Linked DNA regions of Mus musculus: region 2 is linked to region 1. The links are chromatin contacts, called in public HiCAR-type maps. All regions are on one chromosome and are shown on one strand. The core of a region is the stretch at or near the end of the contact, and the rest is flanking DNA. Distances in the headings are between cores, read along the strand shown. Region 1 holds the start of Mapk9 (mitogen-activated protein kinase 9). Region 2 holds the start of Ube2b (ubiquitin-conjugating enzyme E2B).

What was found. HiCAR-type assays count read pairs that join an accessible place to other places.
Region 2: a contact with region 1 is called in a HiCAR-type map of astrocytes, with 2.6 times the contacts expected there. The contact joins the promoter of Ube2b here to the promoter of Mapk9 in region 1. A contact is called at or near these places in 4 of 39 promoter capture datasets (liver, pre-B cells and stem cell-derived epiblast-like cells) and 1 of 115 datasets of contacts at active chromatin or transcription factors (astrocytes).

Annotation. Positions count from the first base shown.
Region 1 is chr11:49,845,112-49,848,670 of GRCm38.p6, reverse strand. It overlaps Mapk9 (mitogen-activated protein kinase 9), which reads right to left and starts at 1,920. Exons shown (of 12, transcript NM_207692.2): 1 at 1,696-1,920. Gm36507 (a long non-coding RNA gene) reads left to right here and starts at 2,374. Exons shown (of 4, transcript XR_003949545.1): 1 at 2,374-2,456.
Region 2 is chr11:51,998,890-52,002,448 of GRCm38.p6, reverse strand. It overlaps Ube2b (ubiquitin-conjugating enzyme E2B), which reads left to right and starts at 1,958. Exons shown (of 6, transcript NM_009458.5): 1 at 1,958-2,156. The coding sequence starts at 2,113. It also overlaps a transcript of Cdkl3 not described here.

The DNA of each region.
Region 1 (3,559 bases), core at 671-3,170:
TTCTCCCTCCCACACTGCCTGCTCAGGAGGTTAGCAGTGCTGCATGAGGTCCGCATTTTGGCTTGGCACCAAATAGCTAGTTTTAATTAGCTATTGCCAACACTGACATATCAGAGTCCAGATACAAACTTGGAATCCTGGCTTTTACAAAAATTGCTGAACCAAGTTCTGGAGCTCTGGGGTCTCCAGCACCCCATAAAGCCCCACACTTGCCCTGGAGGGCTGATTCTTGGCTCCAGACTGAGCAGAGTTCCTTGTTGATCTTGCCCTTTCACTTTCTGTCTGTCCCTGCTCAAGGCCCTCCAGCACCCCCACCCCACACCCTCCATTTCTAGGGCACAGACCCTTCACTATAGCTGGTGTCATATCCTGTCCTAGAACTGTGTGCATGCCAGTCTGCTCTATGGGGCTCCTGGACTCTCTGGGGGACGGTACCCTGTTGCTATCTCCTTTGTGTCCCCAGAGCCCAGCAGAAAGCATGACCTAGATAATACAGAATCCAGTAGATAACTCCTGAATGTGTGGAAGGAAGCCAGAGCAAAACTCTTACCAAAACGTATTTTTTTTATCACAAATTGTTCTGACAGCTACTAGAAAGAGATTAAAAACATGAAAATATTTCACAAAGTGAGAATCAGCGTCTGTTTGCTTACAAGTTTCACAAGTTAAAGTCACCAACAAAATGGACAAAGCAGAGATAATAATAGGCAGGGATGGTCTTACTGTTCATTCACTGATCTGACTTTACAGATGAAACAACTACCTGTACTCACCATGCTATACAAAAAGGACGGGGCAATAAATCAGATAGCATCAATCCAGAGTAGGTACTGGATGGAAAATTAAAGAAACTGATGAGCGAGAATGACTAAGCGAGGGAAAAGGGTGGTCAAGCTAGGTAGGCCTCGCCTATAACAAGACACTGAACCACAGGAGGAAGCGATGTGAGAGAAGACAGCTGGGTAAAAATCTTATAGACAACTCTGAACATAGAGAAATCGAAGTGCAAAGGTCCTGAGGTAAATAAATGATTTTGGCATGCCCAAGGCAGGTGAGCTTAGGATAGGAGAGCAGAGATCTGCTTCTGTTAAGAGGGGAAGGAGTGGCGGAGGAGGTGGGCAGGGCCCACTCTGGCTTTGCTGGGCACTGAAGATGAATGACAAGGCTCGGGAGGGGGGGCAGAAGTGGGGGAGGACTCTAAGCGGATGAGGGGGAGTTCCTACGACACTCACATCAGCAAGGGAGCATTTATTTACCCACTCAGATGCTCTCAAATGTGCGCCTTAGGCTTCTCTGCCCTAACGCTTTGAGACAGTTACACTGCCCGTTAACAACCCCGACCAAACCCTAGACATTCTACCATTACTCCCGAGGGGAAAGCAGAGGGCCAGTGAGGGTCGCAGTCACCGCCAAGGTCGCGGGGACCAGAGCTCAGGCTCCAGGGCATGCAGCGGGGTGCAGCGACGTGCCTCACAGCTGGAGGAAAGGCGCCCACAGATCCCTGCGGGCAGGTCTGCTGGGGCCCGGCCAGACAGCCGGCCTGCAGCCCTGGGGCTGCACACACCAGGCGGGAGAGAACGACCGCGGAACCGTGGATAGCCGGGCAGTACCGAGCAGTCCACCCCCTGAGCCCCGCACCCCAGGCCCTGCGTGGCCCGAGCAGCCCCGCCAGGCCTAGCCGCCCGCCCGGCTCACCTCGGCTCCGCGCCGCCGCGCCGGAGGCAGAGGGAGGGCACGCTGGCGGCGATGCGTTCTGGCGGCACCCAGCTCCACGACCTGGACCCGGTCGCCCCGCCCCGCTCTGCTCCGCCCCGTCGCCGTCGCAGTGGGTGTGAGGGGCGCGGGGCGCTGCGACCCTTCCGGTCCGGTTCCCTTCTGCTCCGCTGCTGCCACCGCCGCCGCCGCCGCCGCGGCGCTCAGTCTGACGGATTCTTAGGCCAGCCAATCAGAACTAGGATATCCAGACAGGCGGGACCAATTGAGACTGGGGGTGGGCAAGGCTGGGCAGTACGGGCGTGGCTGGAGGCTGGGTGTGGGCGGGGCCAGTGGCGCGCTCTGGATGCCCTAGTGCAGAGTGGCGCCCCCTAGGCGGCTCGCCGTCTGACCGTCTGCTTGCTGGAAGAGCGTCCGCCAGTGTGCACAGAGTTAGGGATCCAGGTCAAGCTAGGACCGTCTCCTGAGCCCGCCCTCCAGGGCCAGGAGACCCGCATGCGCCGGAGAGGGTGGGCCAAGGGGAGCCAGAGCCGGGGAGGGGCGAGGCGTGACTTTGCGACTACAGTGTAGGAGCCATTGTCAGGCCTCGGTTGTAGCAGGTGCAAATGGAGAGGCGACTTGGAAAAGGACTAAAGACAGCCGGGTTAGACAAGAGTTCTGGGCATGATCAAGGACTTGAAGCCTGGGAACCTGGAGTACAACGGCCCCGGAGGAAGAACCAGGACAAGCCGCGGGGCCTTGGGGTTTGTTTTTCACTAAGGCAGATGCCACACTGAATGGGATCATAACAGGGGTGCGGCCAGATGTCCAGAAGGTGGGGGTTGGGGAGACGGTGACCATGACCCTGATGAGTCAGTGACGGGTATAGCCTAAAGAGGCCTCTTATAAGAGACAAGTTTCTGCTTTGGTGTAGAGGGGTGAGGAGGGTGTCCGTCCAGTGCTGAAGGGCTTCTAGACAGTGGGTCTTTAACACTGCTGCTTTTGTTGACGCTTCTGCAGACCTCTGGCTCTCAAGTAGGTTCCAGAAGGTCTGAGGTGAATCAGATGTTTGGAAAACTCAGAATTTGGGATTCTGACTACTCTGTGTTTTGATAGAGAGGCTGCAAGTGAGACAGGGACGTTGAACACACTGAGGGAAGCTACGAACAGGTTAGGCTGAGGACTGGTCAATAAGGGATTGGAAAAATGGAGACAGTAGTTGACAAGTGGTGTCTATGGTGGTAGAGCTGTAGTCACAAGATGCCAAGGAGGAGCCAGGGAGAAGGACTCTGCGTATAGGAAGATCAAGAGACTAGGAGGCCCCATGAATCTCCGCAGAATTTGAAGAGAGCTGTGACTCTGGTTTCAAGCACTGAACTAGGGTGGTGGAGGCTCAGAGGAGCAGTAGGGTCGAGAAGGGGATCCAGACAATCACAGTGTCTCTGTCCTATTCTGCTTTTATATTGGTGTGACAAGGCACAATGACCAGAAAGCACTTCGGGGAGGAGAGGGTTTATTTTGGATTAGAACTCTGAGGTCACACTCCATCGTTAAAGGAAGTAGGAAACTCAAGGCAGGAACCAAAGCAGAGGAAGTGGGGGAACGCAGCTCACTAGGTCAGGGATGGAACTGCCTCCAGTGTGCTAGGCCCTCCCACATCAATCATTTGTGAAGAAAATGTCCCCACAAACTTTATTACAGACCAATCTTAGGGAGGCATTGTCTCAGTTAAAAGTCTCTCTTCCCAGATAGGACTAAATCGAGTTGACCAAGCCCAACTAGCAGAGTCCTCCTTTGGCCACCCCCATGCTGGCCACCAGGGGGAGTATGGTTTATTCCTGCTCAAAATTCTCCTAGTTCCTGAGTG
Region 2 (3,559 bases), core at 709-3,208, 2.2 Mb before region 1:
TTTGGATATTAAAAACTATCCCGTCCATTTTTTAAAGTAATAAATTGCTAGATAAGCAACAGAATGAGATTTTTAAAAAGCGTCTGCCATTTCACTCTATGTATTTCTTGATCATGAGGAAGATTAACATTGGTATGGCTGGACGGAAATTTAAAAAAGCCCAGGCACTTGTTACCGGCCCAGGGGATTTAAAAAGCCTGTTTTCCCCCAAGACAAGGTCTCTCCCAACTCTAGGTGCGGTGGAATTTGCAGACCTCTAGTCCCCTGTCTACCCAGTGCTGGAGTTGTGCTTGTGCGCTGCATCCTTTTCAATAACATTTTACAGGGCTACCTAAGGCCCTGGGGTTCTACGGAATAACTCAAAGAGAAGAAACGTAAAGGTAAGAATATTTAACTTTTAGCTTAGTCACATTGTGAGGACACAGCAGCGGCTATCAAGAGTAAGACATACCTGACAATCCTCAAGGTTACTTTTTGGCGGGGAGGGATGAGACGCTCAGGCTGCCTAGGGTGGCTACCATCCTGCTTCACTGAGGCTAGCCTTATACTCCTGATCCTTTCCACTCTCCGAATGGTGGGATTGGCAGGATGCACCAAGACGCTGGGTTCTCAAGGTCATTTTAAATCAAGAGAATTGTTTGAAGGAAGAAGGGATAAGGACAGTGAAAAAGGTTAACCCTTCCTGGTTTCATGGAACCATGTGAAAGAGTGAGCAGTGGAGTCTCATGCGCTTCCCCCTTCTTGAGTTAAAGAATTCCGCATCTACTACACTGTTCCGGTCCCTAGAACTAACAAATCCCCAATACAGGGCTAGAAGCTGAGCACGGAAATTCCAGGAGCCAGCTGGGGGCTGTGGTGGTCAATGCTTCGGGAATCGGCTATGAATCAACCCCCCACACCGCACTTCCGGTCCATTTGGTCCCTCTTTGCTATTGTATAAAGCTTGTAATGAGTTACCTCAGAGTCGAGCTCTAACTCCCACCCATGTCTGCAGGATCTCTCCCCTGATCTGAATCATTTTTGTAGGTTTCTTTGACAACCAGCAGCATTGATATGCTCTAAAATCACACCCACTCACTTCTTGAAAAACACAATTGTGCCCCACCGCAGGCAAATTCACAGATTCCAATTCAAAGACTCCATAGATGGAGTCTTTAAGGTTTGGGCAATCTATTCCACTCTCATTTCTGTATAAATTCTAAGTATGGAAATTCCATTAGCAGGAACAGGCTATTGATGCAAATGCCCTTAATCCCATCTCATTTGCACCGACCTAGCATTCAAAGCCGTTCATTACAAGGCTTTGCCACACTTTCAGTACCTGTCCCACGTACCAGAGTTGCTAAGCCACTTGAAACACAGAATTAAGTCCAGATTTTTTTTTTGTTGTTCCGTTTTAAAAGACTCAGAATGCAAGCGGCTCCTTCCACAATGTCTCCTTTTGCAAAGCCCCAGTACTTTGGGACCAAAAGAATAATGTATGACTAGAGGTGTCAACTCCTTATACTCAAGGACCTGCTTTGTTAGACCTGAAACCAGAGCCAGGCTAGGCCATCACGTGACCTGCTCTGATGGCGTCACAGGCACACGTGGTTCTAGATACTTCGCTCCCTCCCCCTCAGGGGTGGATTGTTGACAGCGGCGCTGGCGGTCACGTGACTTGACGTCACCCCCCCCCCCACCTCCTCTCCTCCGAAATCTCAGGCTCCGGATGCACCACTCTCTCCCCGTCCGGCCGAACTTGAAACTAGCGACGGGGGGAGCGAGGCGAGGTAGCGTGTGGGCTCCGAGGGCGTTGGGCCGGGCCGTGTTCAGCGTGAGCACGGAGCGGATCCTCCGTAGTTGCCCGCAAGCAACAAGCCCGGAAGGCCGCCTTCTGCCCCTCCGGTGCGGCGCGCGCGCCCGCTCGCCCCGCCCCCTCTCCCCCCTCCCGCGGTGGTACTGGCGGAGGGCGGAGGGATCTGGAGGCGGCGGAGGGAGACGTCATTGCAGGGTTGTTTGTGCAGTCTCGGTGGCGGCGGCGACCCACAGTGATTCGGCCGCTGCGCCGGGGGGTGGGGGGGCTGAACGGGACTCTTTTCTTTCAGACTGACCGCGGGGCAGCTGCGGAGCATGTCGACCCCGGCCCGTAGGAGGCTCATGCGGGATTTCAAGCGGTAAGGGCCCTCGTCTTAGCCCAATATGACGGCCTCTTCCCGAAGCCATGGACTGTAGGGCGGGGATTCCGGATATCTTCCTCCTGGTGACCCTGAGGAGGCGGGCAGTGGGCCTGCGGGACCCACGGCAGTCCCGGCTTCCCGGTGGCTCTTACTCCCTCGCTTCATACCTCCCTCTGTCTGGAGTAAAGATGGTCGGTACTACAGCCTCCTGCCCTTCCCCCCCAAAAGTAGGAAGGTGGCCATCGCTGGGCCTAGGTGTCCCAGAGGCCCACCTAGGGCAGATGCAGACGCTTCACCTCCCGCCTCTGCACCCTGCAGTGTCCCCTCCCCAGGTGGTGCGAGTGAGCTGCTCCTGAGGCTCCGGCCTCGCCTGGCGGACCAGTCCAGCTTTGTTACAGGGCCCCGTGATCTCCTGTTGGTAGTGAGAGGTTGGGGTGAATACTGCCCCAAATCTCTCCCTTTCTGCAGTGGTGAGGGTGGGGTCTGCTGCGCGAGGTCCGGAGGTGGTTAGCCCATCCCCCGAAACCCGATCTGCCCCCGCCCACCTGGAAGGACCTTGAGAACTGGCTCGGGAAACCTGGGCCTGGAGCTAGCCACTTGGCCTGCCAGTGCCTTCTGGAACTAAGATCTGGCCGCGGAATAAAAGCCTATCTATAGCCTCCCCAGCCTGGAAAAATGCCTTCCGTCAGACTGGAGCTAATCTGATACTCCACCTGGGCCTCCTTTTGGAAAATAGGGGTTTATAGGAAATGTGGGGCTTGAAGGAAGAAGATGACCTCTCCCAGTTGTTTACCTCTCCTTGGAAACGTACAAGTGCAGAAACAGTAGACTAGATACTAGTTTTCTTTCTGGGCAGACCCGCTGTGATTGAGACAAATCTGTAATATAAAAACTTAGATTTGCCTCTCAGGAAGCAACTGCTCAACTTTCCCATTATAAAGCCCTTTATGAGAGAGAGAGAAAAAAAAGCCCTTTATGAGGCATTTGGAAGCTATTGTCTTGGGACCTGGACAACTTCATCATTTAATTCGTTGCTGATTTTAGCCACACAATTGAGGAATGAAGCAGTAAATTCGTCCCTCTCAGTCCTGTTAGTGACCTAATCTGCTTGAGGTTGACCAGTTTGCCAAGTGTCCACTTAAAAATCACAACATACTTTGTGAGATGGACAGGTTTTTGTTGTTGTTTGTTTGCTTGCTTTTTTTTTGTTTGTTTTTTGTTTTTCAAGACAGGGTTTCTTTCTCTGTGTAGCCCTGGCTGTCCTGAAACTCACTCTGTAGACCAGGCTGGCTCGAACTCAGAAATCCCCTTGCCTCTGTCCCCTAAATGCTGGGATTAAAGGCGTGCGCCACTACTGCCAGGCTGTTTTTTTTTTTTTTTTTTTTTTATTAATGATCTGC